Regions from separate parts of the Ovis aries genome. Here region 2 is linked to region 1. Evidence: chromatin contacts called from public Hi-C data. All regions are on one chromosome and are shown on one strand. Each heading gives the region's core, a stretch centred on a gene start, on an enhancer-like site or on the middle of the called end of the contact. The rest is flanking DNA. Distances are from core to core; before and after follow the strand shown. Region 1 holds the start of CIDEA (cell death inducing DFFA like effector a). Region 2 holds the start of SPIRE1 (spire type actin nucleation factor 1).

Region 1 (6,629 bases), core at 1,850-4,349:
ACAGGTCCCAGAACTGAAGGGACAGGGAGGTCTACCTTTTCCAGGAGGGACTGAGGAGACCTTAACACACACAAGTGGGAAATAGAGCAACAGGCACTGGCTGACTATGGATGTGAACTCCACTACAAAGCTGGGCCTCCAGGTCATAAGATGGTGCCTTTCTAGGCTGCCCTCTGAACTGGTGTTTATTCTAGAAGTGCTGGGGGAGAGCAGGGGGCCCAGGAACAGGTTGTCGTGTGGACAAGAAGGGTCCATGAGAAGTGATAAAGCTCAGACAGATCCTGTGCTCACAGTCAGGTGACAGGACGGTGCTGGAAGGAAAGTGCGACCCCAGCTGTGGGATGGCAGAGAAGGGACAGGCCTTGGAAAGCATCCATCAGGCCTGGCGGGGCCTCCAAGAGCTGCAGGGACAGCAGGTGAGGGACAGTTTTTGGGGGTGAGGGGTCTCACTGTGGCAGGAAGCAGAGCAGTATTGGCCCCAAAGAGGCTTCCTGCCCTCCAGCAATGCCTGGCCAGTGACAAGCAACATATGGGACATGGGGCCCCACTGGGAGCTCCCTGGCGGGACTGTGGCCATTCCTACTATGCCTTGAGCCCTGCCCCTGCCCCTACTCTGGGGAAAAAATGCTTGGCTAGAAAACACATCCAGCACATGGCCGTGAAGTCTCTGTACACTTTGAATGTTATTAACACAAGAGTTTAGACCACAAAGGAGTAAGCATCAGTAACCATAGAAAAGTCAATTCCTCCCTTAGGTCTCCTACAAGACTGGTCAAATTTGTCCCAAATGGCAGCTATTCAAAACCTAGAGTTATTTGTTCAAGGAAAGAGTACCAAACAGCTACTCTGCACAAAGTGTGATGGAGATGAGCTCTGTAACTATCTCAGTGCGTGTGTTATCGCTGCCAGGACACAAAGTCAGAGCAGGCTGTGTCTGCGACAACATACACTGTGGGGATGGACATCCTGGGCATCTGGAGCCGAGCCAGGAGACCTTGGGCTGCTTCCATTACCACCAAGGCCTCCTGATCACAGACAATGGACAAACTAATAACTGGGTTAAGATCATTGCTTACCTGCATCTGATGTTAAAAAAAGACATTAGGTTCCTGCCTTGGCAACATGCAGGTACTTACTAACAAAAGACAGAGTTAGGAAAACTCTACCAGGACCACTGAGAGGCGACAGAAGTCCAGCAGTCACCTTGCCTGCCAGGGGGTCTCATGCAGCCTGGATATAGCTTTAAGGAAGGCAGAGAAAGTTTTCCTTTCAGCAAGTGTTACAGGTGGGCAGAAGCAGGTGGGGTCCCATGAATGGAGCAGCTCAGCATGCAAGCAGGACCTGGTGACAGTGTGTCCCCAGGGTGGTCCTCCGCCCAGAGCCCCGCACTCAGGGCTGGCTAAGCAGATCAGTCCTTCCGGATGAGATCATCTGCACAGTAACTGCAGAAGCAAGACTTCAGAAGCAAGTCCTTCCTCCTCACACAGAGGGTTTGGGATTGACACTGTAGGGTCAGGTGCAAGGGCAAGGGCAGCCTTAATCTTGCAGGTCTTGCCTTGTCCTCCTGTTCAGTCCACACCAGCCAGGAACTGATCCTCCTGTCATCCTTACAACTTGGCTCACCAGCTCAGTGCCCAGAGGACGTGAGAGAGCTCCTAGGGAGAAACGCTTGGAGGATGCACTCCAAGCCGTCAGCTTTTGTTACCCCAGGAGTGGGATTGGGGGTGGGGGAGGGTTGTGAGTGGAGTTGGAGGAAGAGGAAGAAACCAGGGAAAAAACCAGGGCCCTTCCTTTAGGTCTAAGCCACATGAGTGAAGAGGCATGAAAAAATCTGTCTCTCACCTTCCTGGGGTCCCAGTTTTAAAGAGACAGCCCCAGCCAGACAGCTCCCCTTCCATTGTGGCAGCTCTCTAACCCTGGGTATGGCAGGAAGCCCCCTTTAAAGACCCAGGTTCAGAAGCTCACAGATCACACTACCGCCTCACCCACCCAATCCCTCCACCCCAGTCACCTGGGAAAACCTGCATTTATATGTACACCTATGGCTGATTCATGTTGATATTTGACACAAAACAGCAAAATTCTGTAAAGCAATTATCCTTCAATTTAAAAATAAATTAAAAAAAAAAAAGCATTCAAGGGCTTCTCGCCTTTTGACGATCTTCAGAGAAGCATGCTGCTGCTGCTGCTGCTGCTGCTGCTGCTGCTGCTGCTGCTAAGTCGCTTCAGTCGTGTCCGACTCTGTGCGACCCCAGAGACGGCAGCCCACCAGGCTGCCCCGTCCCTGGGATTCTTCAGGCAAGAACACTGGAGTGGGTTGCCATTTCCCTCCCTTAAATCTACAGTCACTGCCACCAGGATCATCAGGATTTTACAGAGGAGGAGTGGGTTGGGTTTTTGGACGTTAAGACGAACCCAAGAAGGAAAAGTGATGCGGGGCCTCGGTCACCGGGAGTGGGAGGCGGGTGAGGAGGCCCCGCAGTCCGCCGGCACCTCTACCACTGTCCCGCATCCCCTGCCCCGGCCCTGGCTGCAGCGCCACTACTTTCCCCCAAACTTCGCGGTACAAACCCGAGAGCTCAGCCAGCGCCATCAGGTAGTGCCGGAGCCCGCGTGGCCTTGAGGAGTGAACTGGCCACTCCGAAGCCGTCCAGCGTCCCACCGGAGCCCCTCGTCTAGCCCTAGCTCCCGCCACGGTCGGGGACCCGGAGCAGCCTGGCCCCCCGCGCGCCGGGGGTCTCCTGGGTCCCGCTTCGTCTGCTCCCGCGGCGGCAAGAGATGCGGCTCGGGCACTCACCGCGTTCACCTGTTCCCGGAGCCCGCGCACCTGGGGGCCGCACCTGGCGCTGGGGGCGGTCGGAGACTCGGGAGGGGACGCGCGCGGGCTGGGGGCGCAGGGCCGCGCAGAGGGACGCGGGAAGCAGAGGGGCACGGGGCGTAGGGGGCCCCGGGGGGCGAGGAGACGAGGGGCCCCGAGGCGGCGGGAGCGCCAGGGGGATGCGAGGCGCCGGGGGCGCAAACCAGCGCGGCACTCGCCTGAGCAGGGCTCCGGCGCAGTCCCGGGCGGTCTCCATCGCTCGGTCCGGTCAGTCCCCGCCCGGCCGGCCTCCTGGCGCTCGGGCCTGTTAAAGCGCCACCGCTCGCCCCGCCCAGGTCCACGCCCCTTGGGCTGCGGAGCTTTGCACCAGACAACCATTCCGCCGACAACCCGGAGCCCAGCCATTCCCCGTGCCATCGAGGGTCGCCGGTTGGCCTGTCGGATGGGTCAGTGGGGACATTGCCACGCCGGCAGCGCAGCCTCTGCAGTGGAGGGGCGGGTGCGGCCCAGGATGTGGGACACCGGACGTGGGAAGGGATGCTCTGCCGGAAGGGGTCAGACCTCAGAGGGGCCGGGCTGTCAGCTGTTCCCTCTCTGAATTGCGAAGCCGACTCTCTAGAGCGGGTTAGGGGTTGGGGCAGTTGGCCCTGATCCTTCGGAAGGAGAAACCCGGCTGACACTGTCCAGCGCCGCCTGCACTCGGGGTGACTGGCCCCCGTCGGCGCGCAGGCCCAGCCGCGCGGAGCCGGCTCCCAGAGCGCTGTGGCCTGACCTCTGTGGCCTGACCTCTGCCTCGGTCCGGACTCACGTGACCTGCACAGCTGGCCCTGCTGCCTGAGTTCCTACTCCTCTTCCTCCTCCGTCCTGCCCCGAGGCTCATGATGTCACCGAGGGAAGTGCGGGGCCAAAAGCAATCTCTTTCCAGAGTCCTGGTATCCCCCGGACCTGCGGGGTTCCAGTGGTGGCAGGCGTCGAGGGTTCGGGCCCAGAGCCCCATCTGGATCTCGCCCCCCTGCCAGTTGCCTGAATGTTGTATACCCCTCACAACTCATGTACTGACCTCCTAATGGCCAGTGTGCTAGCTTTAGAAGGTGGGCCTGGGTGGGGGGTGGGTGCTGGGGTTATGAGGCCAGTTACCCCATGGATGGGGTTACTGTCCTTATAAGAGAGCTCCCTCACCCCTTCTGCCTCCTGAGGACACAGGGAAGGGACTGTCTGCCATGAACCAGGAGGTGGTGTCACCAGAACTGGGCCCTGCTGGTCCAGATCTGGGGCTTCCAGCCTCCAGAACCTTGGGCAATAAAACTCTGTTGTTCATAATAAACCACTGGTGTCCAGCACTCTGTCAGAGCAGCCTGGACACGCAGCTTGATAATGAGACAGTGGGTCCAATCAGTTCAATTCAACTTGCCTCTAAAATAAGTTTTATTGCAAAAAATTTAAAATATAAAGATGTTTAGAAAGAACATGCCATGAGCATCTTTATACATAGTGCCTGGATTCAATATTTTGACATAATTGCTTGTTTTTTTATCTGTATGTTTATTTGAACCCCAAATGCTTCAACTTGCATCTCTGAAGAAACCAGAACATTATTACACATAACAGTGATGTTTCCTCTCCGAAAGAAATGACTCCCAACTGCACCTGATGTTCAGTCTACAATTAAGCTCCCCAGGCCACTGTTGCCTTGTGCATATACACGGCCTCCATGCCTGAGTCCAGGTGTGTCAGGCCCAGGCTGGAGTAGTGAGGGTCAAGTTCACAGGAGACTCGTACATGGAACCAACCAGTGAGTAGCTCACTGACTCACTCCCAGGGCCTCGAGGGTGAAGGCTTGTTAGTGAGCGAATGAGTGAACAAGATGCTATGGCAGCAGCAACACCTGAAGGCCTATTTCAAAGGGGGCAAATGTGCGAATTCTACCTTAAAGTGTCCTGGAAGGGACTTTGGAGCTGGGGCCGGGTGAGGGTGGGGAGCTGTGTGTGGTGGGGGCTGTTCTGTGCTGTTTTAGGAAGGGCAGAGGCACACCAGGACATGGGGGGTGTGGGGGGATCTGGAGGAGCCAGGGTCAGGGAGTGCCCACTGGGAAGCCACGTTGGGAAGAATCTGCACAGCAGTGCCATGGACAGGGCCTCACCCCACTCACACCTACAGTCCAGTGGCAGCCAAGGAAGGCAGGTCCTGGAGCCGGGCAGGCTTCTCTGTGTAGTGGGAATTCTGCACACAGAAGAACCACAGCCAGGAGGGGTGGAGCTGGCCCCGGGTGCCATCCCGTCTGCCCGGTGCCTGACTGGGAGAAAGCAGGACAGGCTGTATGTAAGGCCACAGGGGCAGGAGGTTGTGCAACAGCCCTCAGTTGAGACAACTGTCTCCCCAACTGGACTAGGAGCAAAAGTCCTCCTCTTCCAGACTGGACTTTGCGATCTCATGGAGTCTGTGTAGCCAGTGTGAAGACCCCGGGGTTGACTTACAACTCATGCCCATGACGCTCACTGAGACCTTGGAGCAGTGGTTCTCAGCCTTTGGGGGCTCCAGACCCTTAAATATAGTATCAATGGAAACTGCAGCGTCTCCTCAGAAACGCCTATACCCAGGCCCTCTGAGGGGTCCACGGGCCGAGAAGCCCCTCTTTGGGGACCAGGATTCATCTACCCCCTACCCCCGGGCCTGCCCCGCCCCCCACCCACCGTACTCTCCTATCCCTGTGGTTGTGTCATTCCTGGGTGTGGATGTTTCCTTTTCTCCCAAATGTAGGAACAAAAGTGATGTGTTTTTCTGCTGACTTCTCTGCAGAGAAAGGGCCCAGAGAAGGCTGTGTTTTGGGGCTAATTCCTGGTCTTTCCCAAGTGGGCAGAAGGGCAGAGCAGAGCGGGGCCAGCACCGCCATAACACGTGTACACAAACTGGTGCTGGAAGCTTCCCACAAAGGTCTCAGCGAAACTTTAACTCTGTAAGTAAAACACAAACACCTTGTCGTTGTGAGGTGTTTATATTAAAACCTTACAGACAAGGTGAGGTCTTCCCAGACCACTGTCACCAGTTCTGCCCGCCTCCTCACTTACCTGAGTCCTGCCATGGGATCACTTCTATGAGTGTCACTGCATGTGGTCTGTTTACACAGATGGTACTGTATTACACGTATTAAATGCAGTGTTGTGCTTCACACCTCAGTCATATCTAATGCACACTGATCGACTTCAGACTCTTAACGCTGCATACATATCAGAGCACGTAGATAACACGTTGTATTCAACATTTCCCCTTGACGAATATTGAGCCCTTTCCCTTTGTTCTTGTGTATAAACAGCACTGAACTAAGCATATGTCTTTCCAAGGTCGGGCAGCCCAAGTCTGCTTGCAGCATGGGCCAGACAGAAAGGATTAGTGTGAAAGGACTGTTTTGACTGTTCAGGAAGATTTATTGATACATTAGAGCAGTCAATGGAGTCCGTGTTTGCAGATCTCACTTTGTGAATTCCTAAGCACTCATTGGGCTTCCCAGGTGGCTCTAGTGGTAAAGAATCCCCTGCCAATGCAGGAGACATAAGAGAGGCAGATTGGATCCCTGGGTCGGGAAGATCCCCTGGAGGAGGGCATGGCAACCCACTCCAGTGTTCTTGTCTGGAGAATCCCATGGACAGAGGAACCTGGTGGACTACAGTCCATAGCGTTGCAAAGAAACTGAACACGACTGAAGCAACTTAGCATACATGCATGCAAGCACTCATTAAACAATGTGTCTTGATTTAGTGGTCAAAAATTCAGAAAGAGGGCGGCTTTCATAAAAAGCCAAATTGTGTTAATGGGT
Region 2 (6,629 bases), core at 3,025-5,524, 240 kb before region 1:
GCCTCTTAGGAGCAGTTATCTGAGAGTGTCTGGGATAAGCGTGGGCTGCACAGGCAGCGTGTCCCCCGAAAGGCCGTGCTCCCTGAAAGACTCGGAGCAGCTCAGCCAGCATGTCCATGTCCAGAGTGTGAAACACGAAGTACATTTATTCTGCGAAAATGATAAGTAAATATAAGATGATAAAACATCTCAAGGATTCCATTGTTTAATAAATATATAACAGCAAAATCAATAAAAACTAAAACTACATTCAGAGTAACTAACACAGGCCACCACTTTTCACAGACGTCAGCATCTGAAGATGGCATTCAAATGTTGATCTGAGTTGTGCAGACATTTTAACTACATAGAGTGACTTTTTAAAGGTAGTGAAGCCACAGAATAAGAAAATCAATGACAGAAATTGGAACAAAGTAAACTGTACATAAAGATGTTTGAATCTTTGAATTTGAGTTGAGAATGAGAAACTGAGAAGGTTCCGAGCTACACCACAGTGTTGGTTGAACCTGCAGAGGTGGTGTCAGCCTCTGAGAGCCTCTGAGTTGTCAGTGGTCACTTTCTAAGAGTCCTGGGGGTGATAGACAGTTGGGGCTTATCCAGATTGCAAAGGGTTCTGAAAAATCATATAAAAATTAGTACAATTACACTCTGTATAAAAAAGCATCAAGTGTTTGGGGGTATACAATGAATGGATTTATAACAAGATAGCTAGGATTTTTAAGGATTTACCTTTTACTTTTTCTGCATACAGAAGGAACATCAAACATTTAACTAGTCATCTTCAGTTCAGTTCAGTTCAGTCTCTCAGTCATGTCCGACTCTTTGTGACCCCATGAATCGTAGCATGCCAGGCCTCCCTGTCCACCACCAACTCCCAGAGTTTACTGAAACTCATGTCCATCAAGCCGGTGATGCCGTCCAGCCATCTCATCCTCTATCATCCCCTTCTCCTCCTGCCCCCAATCCCTCCCAGCATCAGGGTCTTTTCCAGTGAGTCAACTCTTTGCATGAGGTGGCCAAAGTATTGGAGTTTCAGCTTTCACATCAGTCCTCCCAATGAACACCCAGAACTGATCTCCTCTAGGATGGACTGCTTGGATCTTGCAGTCCCAAGGGACTCTCAAGAATCTTGCCACAACTTAATTCCACATATGCTCACAAAGGCAAGAAATTTAAACACAATATATCAGTAATGAATTTGGCAAAAATAAAAGCCCTTCTGTTGTATGTAATATTGTATATTCCTGTGATTTAGTGCCAAAATATTTTTCTTGCTAAAATCTATTCATATTTAAAAAAATTATCACTTAGGAAGGGAAAACAATCCTGTTGTGAATCTTTTTAAAGACTACATCTTTTAAAGTTAACATTGAAGGTTAAATATGGATTTCTTTTCCTCACTTCCGCTCTCTTCTTTCTGTCATTGTTCTCCTGAGATTTATTTACTGCCCTATGCCAGGATTACCAGGTGTCTGGCTCATGGGTTGCTCAGTTGATTAAATCATTTGGTGGTGTTTTTTTTTTTTTTTCAGTTCAGTTGCTCAGTCGTGTGTGACTCTTTGCGACCCCATGGACTGCTGCACGCCAGGCCTCCCCGTCCATCACCAGCTCCCAGAGTTTACCCAGACTCATGTCCATTGAGTCGGTGATGCCATCCAACCATTTCATCCTCTGTCATCCCCTTCTCCTCCTGCCTTCAATCTTCCCCAGCATCAGAGTCTTTTCAAATGAGTCAGTTGACCATTATCAGGTGACCAAAGTATTGGAATGTCAGCTTCAACATCAGTCCTTCCAGTGAACATTCAGGTCTGATTTCCTTTAGGATGGACTGGTTGGGTCTCCTTGCAGTCCAAGGGACTCTTAAAAGTCTTCTCCAACACCACAGCTCAAAAGCATCAATTCTTTGGCACTCAGCTTTCTTTATAGTCCAACTCTCACATCCATACATGACTACTGGAAAAACCATAGCCTTGACTAGACGGACCTTAGTCAGCAAAGCAATGTCTCTGCTTTTTAATATGCTGTCTAGGTTGGTCATAACTTTTCTTCTATGACAAGTGTCTTAATTTCATTGCTGCAGTCATCATCTGCAGTGATTTGGAGCCCCCCCAAATAAAGTCTGACACTGTTTCCACTGTTTTCCCATCTATTTGCCATGAAGTAATAGGACTGGATACCATGATCTTAGTTTTCTGAATGTTGAGCTTTAAGCCATCTTTTTCACTCTCTTTCACTTTCATCAAGAGGGTTTTTAGTTCTTCGCTTTCTGCCATAAGGGTGGTGTCATCTGCATATCTGAGGTTAATGATATTTCTCCCAGCAATCTTGATTCCAGCTTGTGCTTCATCCAGCCCAGCGTTTCTCATGATGTACTCTGCATATCAGTTAAATAAGCAGGGTGACAATATACATACAGCCTTGATGTACTCCTTTTCCTGTTTGGAACCAGTCTGTTGTTCCATGTCCAGTTCTAACTGTTGCTTCCTGACCTGCATACAGATTTCTCAAGAGGCAGGTCAGGTGGTCTGGTATTCCCTTCTTTTTCAGAATTTTCCACAGTTTGTTGTGGTTTTTTGAGGAAGGACAAAAATGTTTGTGACTTTAGGCTGTAATTAAGTGCAACACTGCAGCAATATCTCATAAGGCCAGAAGATGGTGCTATTGTCTATCAAAGTAGACCATTCCTCTGTTTCTCAGTATTACTCAAAACCAGTGCTTTAGGGGCCTCCCTAGAGGCCAGTTATTAAGACTCCAGGCTTCCATGGCAAAGGGTTGGGGTTTCATCCCTGGTAGGGGAACTAAGATGCCACGAGGCAGAGTCAAACAAAAACAAAACTAATAAAGTCATCTGTATTCTCAAAATTCACACGGGGTCTAAACTTTTAAAACAGCAAAAATTTAGCATTAGTTTCTATGTTTTTAATCAAGAGGTTTTGTATATCTACATCCATCCTATCTATGTCATCATGTAAGGAATTAGACCTTTGTCTTTTTGGGGATGTGGCACACACAGTGCATTTTTTACAAATTGGATTATAAACCGGTAATTAAGTGACATTACTTCAAAGGTTTGTTTTGTATATCTTGTAATGAAATTAGAGTGCCCAGGGAGAAGCTTTTCCTTCCTCTTTCAAAGTCTTATCTATTCTTGCTTTTTGTCTTCTCCCTATTCCTGCTTTATGTACTGTGGTGTCTTAGGCATTAAGAATCGACTTGTATTAATAATTTCTACTATAAGATGCAGTTGTTGAGGGTGCAATATCTAACACTGCACATAAAACTGCCTTAAAATGTTTATTGGTATTTACCATTAGATACATACCTTACTGATTGATGCTTTCAACTCTGTAAGTTTCTCATACAGGACTAGTCTGAGAGTGGAGTGTTACCAATTAAACTCATTTGCCAAGGAGCGATTGTTTTATCCAAGAACTCTCTTTTATCGCACACTTAATGGTCCATCGTGGCCCATGAGGATTTTTTTCCTTTTCTTCTATGGCTAAATGTCCGTGTGATAGCGGTTCATGAGGTGTGAACAGACTGGGTTAGCTTGGCTATGTAGGCGTGTGGTCACTGGGAACACTATCTTGGTGAAAAGTTGTACAAACGTCACAAACGAATCTGAAGGATGTCTGCGATTGTTTGCTACAAGCTTGTACCCCAGGCCTTGATCCGTGCGCTTGGGAGAAGCCAGTGAGCAAAATCCATAAAGACCCTGTCCTGGGGCTTCACTCCCTCGTGAAGTTGGGAGCGGAGAAGGAGGTTATCCGAGCGTACGGTCCGGTGCGTTGATGGCGACAGTACCCAACGAGCAAAACAGGACGCGAGGGGAGAGGCCAGGCGACTACGAAGTCTGTCCCAGCGTGGAGGCCGGCGTGGGTGTGATGCAGGTGCGACTGCAGGCGAGGGGCGACTCCTGGCGGCGGGGCCAACCTGGGGGCGGGGCTCGAAGTGCGCGGAGAACCCCGGACAGAGGAGGGGCGGAGCCAGGCCGTCCGTGGAGGCGGGGTTATGGGCGGGGTGCTCCCCTGGGGCGTGGCTTAGAGGGCGGGGCGAACCCCAGGGCTGCGCGCCGCGGGGCGGGGCCGCGGGCGCCATTGCGCCGCTACCGGCTGGCGGTGGTTTCGTCAGGCGCGCGGGCCCACGCCTAGTCCCTCGGCCCTCCCCCAGCTCAGTTCTGCAGCCCGGTCCCGGCCAGGTCTCCGCCCTGTCCCCGCGGCGGCGCGCGCGGCACGTGGGGCGGGGTTCCGGGGATGAGGCGGCGGCGGCGCGCAGAGACGATGCTCCGCAGCTGAGGAGACGCGGCGCCCCGAGCGCGGCGCCACCCGCGGGATGGCTCAGCCGGTCGGCCCGGAGGGCGGCGAGGGGCCTCCGGACGCCGGGGCGGCCGCGGGCTCGCAGGACGCGCTGAGCCTGGAGGAGATCCTGCGGCTCTACAATCAGCCCATCAACGAGGAGCAGGCGTGGGCCGTGTGCTACCAGTGCTGCGGCTCCCTGCGCGCCGCGGACGCCGGCCGCCGCCAGCCCCGCCGCCGGGTGCGCTCGGCCGCGCAGATCCGCCTGTGGAGGGACGGCGCCGTCACCTTGGCGCCCGCCACCGGCGACGCGGGTGAGCCGTCCCCCCCGACCCCCTTCCCCAGCAGGAGGCCCGCCGCGGGCCCTTTCCCCGCCGCTCGCGACCCTCAGTCCCCAGCTCCGGACCCCGGACCCTTCTTCCTCGCGGCCCCCATTTCCCACGGTCCACGGAGGACCCTCACCCGGGCGCCGGCCCCACCAGGACCCTCCCCTACCCCAGCCTTCGGCCCTTCGACCTGGTTACTTCTCAGTCTCCCACTGGAGGACCTTGGCCGAGGCCCCGGGCCCTTCCCCCACCGCGGTCCCCCATCTCCCACGGAGGACCCCCGCCGCGCCCCGGGCCCTTCCCCCCAGCGCCCCCTCCCCCGCCCCGGGAGGCCGGGGACGCGGGCCAGGTCTGCGGCCGAGCGCCGCGGGAGTGGGTTGGTGCGTGGGCGAGGGTCTGGAGGCGGCCCCGGGAGGGGGCGTGGGTCTGAGGGTCAGTTTGCGGCCTGTCGAGGCGACCAGCCGGCGGCCGGCGGGGGAGGAGCGGGGTCGGTCGTGGGACGCGCGCTCGTGCGGCTCGCGGCCGAACCCAGGTGGGATGCGCTCGGCGCTGCCCAGGTTCGCCCGCACCTGGTCCCCGGCCGCTGCGCCTTCGCGGGAAGCTGTCAGCAGATCATGGTTTTCAGAGATGGACAGCGATATTCCCTCGGTTGGAATTGTAAAGAAATCTGAGCCCTGAGGGGAATTCTGCTATTTGGGGAGAAATGAAGAGACTGGTTAAAAACAGACAAACAATATAATACGATTTCCCTGTACGTTAAAATTTATTGTAATGAAAAACAGGCTTGTAAAGTAAAAAGTTGACTGGATGTCAGATAGAATGGGTTTTACTTAGGTTATTATCTAATGTAAAGTAAAAAGTTGACTGGATGTCAGATAGAATGGGTTTTACTTAGGTTATTATCTAATGTAAATTCTTTGGGATTATCACCTGCCCATCAGTGTATAGCTGCAGTTTACCCAAATATCTGTCAATGTTAAAGAGATTGGTAATATGTTTCTTCTATTAGTTTTTGTTTAATTCAGTCTTCTGAGGGACAAATATGTTAAAAACATTTAAAAAATCTACTCTTAGTTTTAGAAAGTTGATGGAAGTGTCAGAATGCTTAAAGTGAAAGATGTACTTCAGAATAGAGTTTTAATGAAAATTCTTATTGATTAGAATAGAGAACAGTCAAAAGAGTGTGTTATCAGTTCTGTCAATTCCAACAGAACATTTATTATTTATATTTGGTGTTGGGTAAACAGATTTTTAGAATTTTGTTTAAAGCCAGTCTTTTAATGATTGTTTTGAAATTATTTCAAACAAATTTTTAGTTTATTTGATGTGTCTATTGCTTTTAAACTTGGACAATATTAGTGGGAAATAGTTGCAGTTATAATTTACTTACAGTGTATTAATATGATATGAAAATGTACTTTTATAAAATACAGCAAAACCATGCCTGGAGATCCAAGATTTCAAGGGGAAAAGTGTTTGTGTGCAGCCTGCTTTTAGAAGTCGCATTAGTTGTGATGACTTCTAGAAAGAACAAACTTCTTTTTGTTTACATTATCCTTGAATTTAATCCCAGATTTCAAGTTGTGTTTGTGAACCTACCAGTAGTTTAGTTGTCAAAGATTGATGGGTTCTGGTGGTAGGTTTTTAAAAAGTCATAACCTTGTGTTGAAATGATTTACATTTTATATCATTGGTATGAATGATGTATTGATCTCTTGGAATACATTCTGGCTCTCTGGAGAGAATGGCAAAGTTGTTTCCCACAGCAGCAGTATTGGACTTGTAATCTATCCTTTTCCTCCTCTGTTGTGGAGAGAGCCCCATCAAAGTTGCTGAAATGGTCTTCAGCTTTTTGGGTCAATTGGTTGAAAATCTGGGAAGTTCATACAAAAATATTGTTTATATTAGATAATTTCTTTCTTTCTAGTATTAAGAGTAGTTGTGTGGTGGTGGAAGGCACCATATCTTCTGAACGTTTACTCTTGATTCTTAAAAACGCTGTACAACT

Evidence for each region. Hi-C and Micro-C count contacts between places; a contact is called where the count stands out from the background.
Region 2: a contact with region 1 is called in a Hi-C map of hypothalamus, with 2.5 times the contacts expected there. The contact joins the promoter of SPIRE1 here to the promoter of CIDEA in region 1. A contact is called at or near these places in 2 of 16 Hi-C or Micro-C datasets (hypothalamus and skin fibroblasts).

What each region holds. Positions count from the first base shown.
Region 1 is chr23:43,293,612-43,300,240 of ARS-UI_Ramb_v3.0, reverse strand. It overlaps CIDEA (cell death inducing DFFA like effector a), which reads right to left and starts at 3,099. Exons shown (of 5, transcript XM_042239292.1): 1 at 2,798-3,099.
Region 2 is chr23:43,535,599-43,542,227 of ARS-UI_Ramb_v3.0, reverse strand. SPIRE1 (spire type actin nucleation factor 1) reads left to right here and starts at 4,274. Exons shown (of 15, transcript XM_042239299.1): 1 at 4,274-4,609. The coding sequence starts at 4,333.